2 separate regions of the Canis lupus genome follow, and region 2 is linked to region 1. A link is a contact called in public Hi-C data. All regions are on one chromosome and are shown on one strand. The core of a region is the stretch at or near the end of the contact, and the rest is flanking DNA. Distances in the headings are between cores, read along the strand shown. Region 1 holds the start of ST6GALNAC4 (alpha-N-acetyl-neuraminyl-2,3-beta-galactosyl-1,3-N-acetyl-galactosaminide alpha-2,6-sialyltransferase). Region 2 holds the start of TOR2A (prosalusin).

Region 1 (5,497 bases), core at 2,780-5,279:
GGGCATGGCAAAGGTCTGGGATGAGAGAAAGCCTGACACTTGAGAGAAGGAAACATTTCACTGTGGCCAGAGTTCAGAGTGGGAGAGGCAATGTGGTGGTAAAGGGGGACTTTGTGGGCCAAGAGCTGACCCCCAGGACTGGGACTGGACTTTGGAAGAGCCACTCAGCTGATACCAAATAGTGTCAGTCCATTAGCGTTCAGAGAAAATGAAGCAAAATGGTGGGTAGGCAAGGGAGAGGTAAGGGGAAGTTAACGCGGCAGCCCAGGAGTGTGGGCTCCTGGAAAAGTATACAATTGACCTCACCCCTCATTGTCTGGGTGACCTTAGGTGATTATTCAATCTCTCTGAACTGGCACAAGTCACAGAGAATTTCTTGTTTGGGCTCAGCAGGAAGTTGAGACATAGAAGCCTTAAAGCCATCACTCTGGAGGTGGGTACTTGAGGAAGCTCAGTAGCAGTAGGGGCAGCACAGCAGGAAACGGGTTTGGCCCAGCATTTCCCCAGAGTCTGGATCTGGCTGGACTGAGTCAGAGCCTGAGAGTCCTGCACTCATAGATAAGGATGGCTCAGCCCTTCACCTACCTTGGATCTCTGGCAAGGGCTGAGCCAGAGCTTGAGGCTGGAGAGGGACGTGACTTATCCAAGATCTCATGGGGCCCAGGACTCCTGGTTCTCCTAATGTGGTCACTCAACAGATGTTACTTAGCATCTTGTGCATGCTGGGTGTTGTGCAGATACTGGAAATGCTCGAGAACATGACTGGCCTGACTCTGCCCACACGTGGCTGAGAGTCTGTCAAATGGATGGACGGACCATGAACAAGAAAGGCAGTTAGTACACAGGATGATTTCAGAATGTGACCAATACTATGGAAAAGACCAATCAAAGTGGAACTTAGAAGGGTGGGCCTGCAGTGTCACAGTGTGGTTGGCGAGGGCCTTTTTTTTTTTTTTTTAAGATTTTATTTATTTATTCATGAGAGACACACAGAGAGAGGCAGAGACATAGGAAGAGGGAGAAGCAGGTTCCCTGTGGGGAGCCCAATTTAGGACTTGATCCCAGGACCCTGGGATCATGACCTGAGTCAAAGGCAGATGCTCAACCACTGAGGTCCCCAGGTGCCCCAGTGAGGGCCTTTCTGAAGAAGTGATGTTTGAGCTGAAGGACAGGAAGGAGCTGGCTATGTGAGTAGAGCCATCCAGGTAGAGGAAACAGCAAGTGCAAAGGTTCTGGGGTAAGAATGAGCTCAATGTGATCGGGGGTCAGAAGGTGGCCAGGGTGGTTGGATGGTGATTAAAAAGAAAGGCATTTCAACTGTACAGAGCCTGTCGTTCAGGTTAAAGACAGTAGACTTTTGGGCAGCCCAGGTGGCTCAGTGGTTTAACGCTGCCTTCAGCCCAGGGTGTGATCCTGGAGACCCAGGATCAAGTCCCACATTGGGCTCCCTGCATGGAGCCTGCTTCTCCCTCTGCCTGTGTCTCTGCCTCTCTCTCTCTATGTGTGTTCTCATGAATAAATAAATAAAATCTTAAAAAAAAAAAGACAGTAGACTTTTGCCAAAACCAAATTGAAAAGCTTCATCGGAGCCTGCAGAATTTGCCACTGTCAGTACTCCTGTGGACCTGTATCTGAGTCCAGGACATCTGGGCATGTCCTTGTCCCCATGTGGCCCTAACAAGGAGGGAGTCAGTTGCCTCTCTGGGGAAACAAATATCACTTCACCAACCATTGTGGGTGATGAATGAATCTGTAGGGGATTTCTCACCATTGTCCCCTTGGGGTTGGGTCTCTGAGGAGAGAAACTTGAAGGATGAGGACTTGGGGTTGGGGGCAGAAGGGTTCTGGCTTTGGGGACCCACTGTGTGCCTGACCTGGAGTAAAGAGGAGACCACAGAGAGAGATGGAACTTGAACCACTACCCTTGAGCTGTGCCCAAGCTTTGGGGGAGAGACAAGGTAGGCCTGTGCTCAAAAGAGGCTTGGGGCAGGGCTGCTTCAGCCCCCTACCCCCACCATAGGATGGGGATAGGCATGGGGGACTTGGCTTTGCACTGGAGCAACCTAGGTAGACTTGGGAGTTTGCTGATCTTGGTGCAGATACCCAAACATGATACCTTGGCATTGTGCCCACACCAGAGGCATTGAGGAAAAGGCAAATGGAATTTGAAATGGGGTCTGAGAGATGCCTGGGTGGCTCAGTGGTTTAGCACCTGCCTTCAGCCCAGAGCGTGATCCTGGACACCTGGGATTGAGTCTTGCATCGGGTTCCTTGCATGGAGCCTGCTTCTCCCTCTGCCTCTCTCTCTGTGTCTCTCATGAATAAATAATAAAATCTTTTTTAAAAAATGAAATGGGGGGATCCCTGGGTGGCTCAGCGGTTTGGCGCCTGCCTTCGGCCCAGGGCATGATCCTGGGGTCCCGGGGTGGAGTCCCACATCGCGCTCCCTGCGTGGAGCCTGCTTCTCCTTCTGCCTGTGTTTCTGCTTCTCTCCCTCTCTGTGTCTCTCACGAATAAGTAAAAATTAAAAATCTTTAAATAAAAAAAATGAAATGGGGTCTGAGCAGAAACCTAGCCTGGATCCCAGGGAGAGGCCCTGCAGAGGGAGGTGTGATAGAGGTGGTCAGATGAGCTTTCTGGCCCAGAAAACATTTTATAAAAAACATTTTAGGTGAGAAGCATGCCCTCCACTTCACCACAGGCCCACTCCTCCCTATTGCCCTCTATCTGTTCTTTCAACCCTTTCTGGCCTCTGAAGGCATTTGAATTTGGACTCCCCAGGGGACCCCAGTTGAGCCTTCATTTTTTAAAAAAATATTTTATTTATTCATTCATGAGACACAGAGAGAGAGAAGCAGAGGCATAGGCAGAGGGAGAAGTAGGCTGCATGCAGGGAGCCTGATGCGGGACTTGATCCCAGACCCCAGGATCATACCCTGAGCTAAAGGCAGATGCTCAACCGCTGAGCCACCCAGGCGTCCCTTGAGCCTTCAAATGGGACACATTTCAGCATCTGCAGGAGGTACAAGACTGAGTTGGTTGAGGTTTGGAGGACACTTGGGAAGGGGAAGGGTTAAGAGGCAAGAAAGTACATGGCCCAGGGTTGGAGTCCTGACTGTACCACAGCTGCCCTGCACCACCTCACTGGCAGGTAGGTGCTGTTATTATCACTTTTTAAAAAAATATTTTATTCATTTTATTTATTCATGACACACACACACACACACACACACACACACAGAAGCAGAGACACAGGCAGAGGGAGAAGCAGGCTCCATGCAGGGAGCCCGATGTGGGACTCGATTCCGGGACTCGGAGGTCACGCCCTGAGCAGAAGGCAGACGCTCAACCGCTGAGCCACCCAGGCCTCCCTATTATCTATCACCACTTCATGGAGGAGAAAACCTGAGGCTAAGGTGGAGGTCACACGGCCAGAGAAAATACAGAATGCCCAGTTACACTGGAATGTCAGATCTTTAACATAATTATTCATTGTTTATCTGAAATTCCAATATAACCGAGCGTCCTGTATTTTACTGGCTAAACCTGGCGACCCTAGCAGCTTGAACCCCAGGGCTGCCTGACCCCAAGCCCCTGTTTAATTTTCCTACCCCCCCGATTTCAGAAATGGAGAAAGTCGAGTCCGGAAGGCTAGGCAGCCATCGCGCCGCGGCTCCCACATCCCCTCGGTCCTTTTGCTCCGCGCGCTGCCCATGCGATCCCCCGCCGGAGCCGGAGCCGGAGCCGGAGCGGGAGCCGGAGCTCGGGAGAAATAGAAAAGCCTGGGAGGGCTGAGCTGAGGAGCTGCGGGCGCCCCGCCCCGCCCCCGCCCGCAGGCCCCGCCTCCGCCCCGCCCACAGGCCCCGCCTCCGCCCCGCCCGCAGGCCCCGCCCGCAGGCCCCGCCCCCGGCCCCGCACTCCCCTCCCCCGCCGCGCAGGCGGTGCTCGTAGGTCCCGCCCCCGTCGCCCGGGCCCCGCCCCCAGCGCGCCGGGCCCCGCCCCGTCCCCGCAGACCCCGCCTCCGCTGCCGCCGGCGCACGTTCGGTGTCCGGCCTCCAGCAGCCGCGGCCGCGGTGCCGCCTCCGCCCCGGGGCTCCGGCTTCCAGCCTGGCCCGCCCGGGTTGCGGGCCATGGAGCTCCGAGCAGCGGATCGAGAGCAGCCGGAGCGCCCCAGCGCGTCCGCCTGGTTAGCGCCTGGCCGGGGGAGGGGGCCGTGGAATCGGGGAGAAGAGGGGTGGAAAGCCCTCGTCTTATCCTGCCCCAGGCCTCTCCGTTCATCTCGCCTGTAGGGAGGTAGGAGGGATGGAGTGGCAGTCGGGGCTTCTGGCTCCTGGTTCTCGCTGACCCGGACTCGATGGGTGACCTTGAGCCGAGGGCTCCCCCTCCCTGCCTCTCCTTCCCCATCTGCACAATGGGGATTGGGTTGGTGGGAGGTTTCCCAAAGGTCACCTGACACCAGCTCCTTTAGGATGAGGACAACGCTGTCCGTTGTTTGCGGCCTTTAAGGAGTTTGATTCCTGGAAGTCATCTGCCTAGACCCCGGCCCATACCCTCCACTGCCTCAGTTTCCCTGGGCCATTTCCTCAGAGGCCCAGGACCCAGCTCTGAGTTTCTGGATCTTGGCAGGTGCCTGGCCCCCACCCCTTCCCAGCGTGAGGCCTGGAGACGGCAGCCCCCTGGCTGCTGAGCAGCGGCAACAGCATGAAGGCCCCGGTAAGTGGTGAAAGGAGGAAGGCTCTTGGGGAACTTCCGGCACAGCAGCCTCATAACCTCTCCCACCCCAGGACTGACTCACTTCTGACCCACTACTCCTGGCTGAGAAGGGCAGACTGGCCTCAAAACCCTGCTGATCTGGTCTGGTGGGCAGTGTGGCTTCTGGCAAGTGTGTTCCCTCTCAGGTTTCAGTGCCTTGCCAGACTCCCCTGTAATATGGAGATAATAGTACTACCCCCTGTAAGCATCCCCAGGGGTGACCCAGGTGCGGCACCCACCTGGAAGGGGGATATGGTGTGAAAGTTCTGTTTAGCTGCTCTTGACTATTCAGAAGCCCCTGGTTGTGGGAGAGGGGCCCCGGGTGTTGGGGGGAGTCCACTACCACTGCCTGAATTCAGGTCTCTGGGTCCTTTGTGAGCAGAGGACCAGGTGCCAGGCAGAGCCTGAGGCCTCAGGGACTGAACCCCCTCCCCCACACAGCTGGCCACTGGGAGATTTATTTTTAGAAGCTGATGTGGCTTGTGGGCAGAAAAGGGTGGGCCTCTGGTAGGATCTGCCTGGGGGGGAGTGGAGGAGGCTGCTTTCCCACCTCCGATTTTCAGAGCACCCGTAGCTTCTAAGTGGATTCTGAGGGGCAGCTGAGAAACCTGTGCCTTGGTCAGGCTGGGAGAATATTAGAGCCCAAAGAGACACAGATGGTGACTGGGGTGGCCCAGCACGTGATAATAGCCCCGGGTTGTGCCATCTATGTGGTGGCCCTTCCTTGAAGCCTTGGTCACTAAAT
Region 2 (4,901 bases), core at 806-3,305, 150 kb after region 1:
TATTTTATCATCCAGTAACTTAAAGATTATATGTTGCAAACACGGTCATGTTCATGGACAAAGCTTGTTGGATTCTTAGTGGAGCTGGGAGAAGGGTCTGTAGGAGCAGGACCCTGAGATATGTGTTGGGGATGGTAGTCCCCTGACCCCTGTGCCCTGTCTTGTAGGGTTCCAGGCCCGGCCAGAGCTTCTGGAGGTGTTCAGCACAGAGTTCCAGATGCGCCTCCTCTGGGGCAGCCAGGGCGCCAGCAGCAACCAGGCCCGGCGCTATGAGAAGTTTGACAAGGTTCTCACAGCCCTGTCCCACAAACTGGAGCCTGCTGTCCGCTCCAGCGAGCTGTGACCCCCGTGGACCTCTCCCCAGAGCACCCCAGAGACACTGTGATCAGCTCGAGAATGTTCTCGGCCCAAACCAGGATCTCCCTTGCACCTCCAGGGTCCTGCATGGACCCCGGGCTCCATCCCACCTACTATATGCCCACCAAGTCTCCCTTCAGGAAGCACCAAAACCCTGTTCCTCCCTCCAGCTTTTGCTTCTCCCCTTCCTGCTGAGGTGCCCCGTGTCCGAGCCATGGGAGGCTTCCTCACACCTCCTCTTTCTTTGGGCGTCTGCCCTCAACGGACACCAAGGCCTCCACCTGGTTGTAAATATGTCTGTCTGTTCTGTAAATAGATGTACAGAGGCCATGTTCTTTCTTTCATATAATAAACTTTTATGACTCTTTCTTCTGTCTCTCAGGGGCCCCAGGGGGTGGAACAAAGCGTCTCTTCTCTCAGGTGAAAGGTGGAAAAATTCAACAGTAAATACTTATTTAGCACCTGGTATGTTCCAGATTCTACCAGGAACTGCCAATACGGAAACACAGTCCCAGTCCTGAAGGAGCTTGCAGACCAGTGGGGGAAAGAACCAGCCAATTCCAAGCAAGGGGAGAAATCCTGGCAGGGCCCCTATTCTCACCCCATGTCCTGCTTTGGGAAGCCTAGCAAAGTTTCCCACAAATGCACAACCAAGCATTCCAGATGTTTGGGGTGGAAGGGCTTGTTGAAATTTACGATTTCACCTCTACCCTGAAAAACAGAACTGGGGGGAGAAGGGGCCCTCCCAGCATCACAGCAACAGAATGAGGACGGCTGGCACCAGGGTGTCCTGATCCGGAGTTCTTTCCTTTTCTCAATAGAGGAAACTACTTATTTCTTTTCAGGCTCTGAAAGGGCCTTAGAAGGTGTGTGTGTGTGTGTGTGTGTGTGTGAGAGAGAGAGAGAGAGAGAGAGAGAGGAAGGGCCTTGGAAGGCTGTGTGTGTGTGTGTGTGTGTGTGTGTGTGTGTGTAGGTGGGTAGGTCAGGGAATCTCTAAGAAAGGTCATGAAGGCGGTTGTCTGGATTCCATGGGTAGGAGAGGTGGGCAATGTGGATCAACACGATTCCCCTCCGGGCTGGATACCTGGGGAGCCTGTTTACTGAGTATGAGCTGTCCTCTGAAGGAGAGAGGCTGGATAACAGTGCATTAGATCTTTGGCAGCATCCTGACTTGGGTTCAGTTCTATTATTCACTAGCTGGGTGGCCTTGGACAAGAGGCTTAACCCCTTGGATCCCAATTTCCTCCTCAATAAAATGAGGACAATAACAAAATCGGTTCCTTAGGATTGATGTTAAAGCACTAGGGAATAGTAGCTGCTGGGTAGGGGACTGCCGTATATCATACATAATGGATTGCCAATAATTATTTATTGATTACTTTCCGAGTCGAAACTCTTGACGTGCTGTACCTCATTGAAATATCATTTCTCTGTACGGCGGGTAAAGCTATCAGAAGACATCTAAGGCACCTAACACTAACCGCACATAGTAGGTGCTCACCAAAAGCTGTATTACTGAGCGCTCTGTTATCATATAGAAAAAGAGAGCACGGAAAAGGCGCTTTGCAAGGTTTAAGGTGCCGCATAACTTTTTGCTACAATTGTCATGGCACCTTCGGTGGTCATAATCCTTCATTATTCTTTTGGCGCTATTATAGTCGCCTAGTTACGGTGGCCAAGGAAACGCGGCCCGCCGGCTGCATTAGGACGGCTCGCGGACTCCCCCTAGAGGCTGCCTTCCGGTCCTGCGGCGGGGTGACGGCTCGGGCCTTTCTGGGGGAAGCCGGGAATTGTAGGCTACGGAAGGTGGCTGTCGAGGAGAGATGCACGCCGGGAGTTGTGGTCCTAGGGAGGGGCGGTTGGCCCACACCCGGCTCCCGCCTCATCCGTATGGCGGCTGCGAGTCTCGGCTGCAGGCCCTGGGGCTCGCTCCTCGGGTTGCTGGGGCTGGTGTCGGCCGCGGCCGCCGCCGCCGCCTGGGATCTGACTTCGCTGCATTGCCACTTCGGCGCCTTCTGCGAATGTGACTTCCAGCCCGACTTTGAGGGTGAGGGGCCGCAGGAGCCCGGGGCAGAGGGGCCGGCTGAGCGGGGAGCCCTCGGACTGTGGGGTTGCGCCCGGGCCACCCCGAGGGCAGAACCGAGGGGCGGGACCCGCAGGCCTCCGGGCGGCACGGGCCGGAAGTGGGCCCGGCTTGAAGGACCGAGAGCCTGGAGCAGCGGACGGGGGGCGACGGTTTGGGGAAGCCTGTTTGGAGTCCAGGCAGAACCCTGTCAGGATGGAGAGGGCCTTGCGGGCAGGATTGGGCCTCCACAATGGACTGGCCGTCAGGGCATGGGGAGGAGGCTTGGGTCGACCCCGTTGACAGCTCTCCACCACTTATAGCTGAGCGCAGTGCAAGGGGCCAGCTGGTGGGGGCGCTGCCAGGTCTGAGGGTGGCTGCTGCAGCCGGAGACCCCAAGGGCCCCCTTCCCTATCCGAAGACAGTTTGCAAAAATGTCCCAGAACACAGGGATCCCTAGGCCAGGTTTCAGACGTGACTCCTCCCCACCCCCTTCGGTGCCAGTGGTGGGTCTTCAGCTCTGATACTGCCCTTCTTGTGGCCCTAGGTCTGGAGTGTGACCTGGCCCAGCACCTGGCCGGCCAGCACTTGGCCAAGGCACTGGTAGTGAAGGCACTGAAGGCCTTCGTGCAGGACCCAGCACCTACCAAGCCACTGGTCCTCTCCCTGCATGGCTGGACAGGCACCGGCAAGTCCTATATCAGCTCCCTGCTGGCTCACTACCTCTTCCGGGGTGGCCTCCACAGCCCCCACGTACACCACTTCTCCCCCGTCATCCACTTCCCTCACGCCAGCCACCTGGAGCGCTACAAGGTAGGCTGGTGGCATCCTGGACCACCGTTCACCTGCATGTGGGGGTGCCAGATCTTAGGGAGTGAATGAGTCCCAAGTCCAGAGAGGGAGAGTCACTTGCTCCAGGTCACACACCCAGTTGGAGCCTCAGGCCTCAGGACCCATCATGAACAGAGCTTGAGATGGACAAAGGACATGAGATTATATAGTTGCAGGTGTTATGTATTGAGCATTTACCTTTGCCTGTCTGCATTACCTTCTTTCTGTAAAGTATGGTCCCAATTTGAGGCTCAAAGCAAGCATCCAGCAAATAGTAGCTCTTATTACTATCATTGTTGTTGATTGCAGGGTACTTTCCAGGCTGGTCTTTGTCAGCTGTCAACATTATTGAGAAGGTTCAGGAAGCATAAAGGAACCTTCCTCTGTTATGGAAAGTAGGAGATATCAGAGAAGGGAGTCCTTTTTTTTTTTTTTTTTTAAAGATTTATTTATTTATTCATTCAGAGAGAGCGTGAGAGAGGCAGAGACACAGGCAGAGGGAGAAGCAGGCTCCATGCAGGAAGCCCGATGTGGGACTCGATCCTGGGTCTCCAGGATCACACCCCGGGCTGCAGGCGGTGCTAAACCGCTGCGCCACCAGGGCTGCCCAGAGAAGGGAGTCCTTCTTTTTTTTTGTTTTGTTTTTTTTTTTTTTTAAAGATTTTATTTATTTATTCATGATAGCCACACAGAGAGAGACAGAGAAGCAGAGACACAGGCAGAGGGAGAAGCAGGCTCCATGCAGGGAGCCCGACATGGGATTCGATCCCGGGTCTCCAGGATCGCGCCCCGGGCCAAAGGCAGGTGCCAAACCGCTGTGCCACCCAGGGATCCCGAGAAGGGAGTCCTGAACAGGCAAATGTGAGGCCTGGGTTTGAGTCTGTTTGCTTGCTGACCTGCTGTGTGTGTGGACTTGAACGAGTCTCTGACCCCTTAGGGCCACAGTTTGGCCACCAGCCCCACGAAAGGGTTAGTTCTCTCTGGGAGACCAGACCTTCCTGGGAAAGGGGGTTCTTACCTTGGGAAGAAGTCTCTCCAGGTGCCCTCAAACTCCTGCCTCTTCCCTGCAGAAGGAGCTTAAGAGCTGGGTCCAGGGGAACCTCACAGCCTGCAGCCGCTCCCTGTTCCTCTTTGACGAGATGGACAAGCTGGCCCCAGGCCTGATGGAAGTCCTGCGACCTTTCCTGGGCTCCTCCTGGGTTGTGTTCGGGACCAACTATCGCAAAGCTATCTTCATCTTCATCAGGTGGGCCCAGCTTTGCAGCAGCATGATGGGGGATATTTGTCCAAGGTCTCAGCTATCCAGTCTTGGCCTATGGTCCCATACCAGAGTACCTTTCCCCTGGGGCCCAGTTGGTGTTTCCCAAAGCCCCTTAAACTCTGGCTGTGACACTGTATATTCAGATTTGACAATCTCAAAGCTCACTCTGGGCTCAGTCTTTGGGATCCTCACTGTTTCTTTGTGGAAGCCCTGCCAGGCTAAGTGTTTTCCCTCCTTTGTGGCCAGGAGACATAGACCTGGGGAAAATAGGACTTGAATTCTAGTCCCACCTCTAAGAGTTCTAGCCATGTTTTCTTGGGCAAATCTCTTCACCTCTCTGAACTCCCATCTCCTCTTCCACACAGCAGGATTATTAATACCCCACTGTCC

What was found. A called contact is a pair of places that touch in the nucleus more often than the background predicts.
Region 2: a Hi-C map of blood shows a contact between it and region 1, with 5 times the contacts expected there. The contact joins the promoter of TOR2A here to the promoter of ST6GALNAC4 in region 1. A contact is called at or near these places in 3 of 9 Hi-C or Micro-C datasets (amygdala and blood).

Annotation. Positions count from the first base shown.
Region 1 is chr9:55,588,023-55,593,519 of UU_Cfam_GSD_1.0, forward strand. ST6GALNAC4 (alpha-N-acetyl-neuraminyl-2,3-beta-galactosyl-1,3-N-acetyl-galactosaminide alpha-2,6-sialyltransferase) reads left to right here and starts at 4,030. Exons shown (of 6, transcript XM_038549249.1): 1 at 4,030-4,186; 2 at 4,627-4,713. The coding sequence starts at 4,702.
Region 2 is chr9:55,743,649-55,748,549 of UU_Cfam_GSD_1.0, forward strand. It overlaps TOR2A (prosalusin), which reads left to right and starts at 2,056. Exons shown (of 4, transcript XM_038549287.1): 1 at 2,056-2,404; 2 at 2,967-3,232; 3 at 4,321-4,496. The coding sequence starts at 2,248. SH2D3C (SH2 domain-containing protein 3C) reads left to right here. Exons shown (of 12, transcript XM_038549278.1): 12 at 168-725. The coding sequence ends at 343.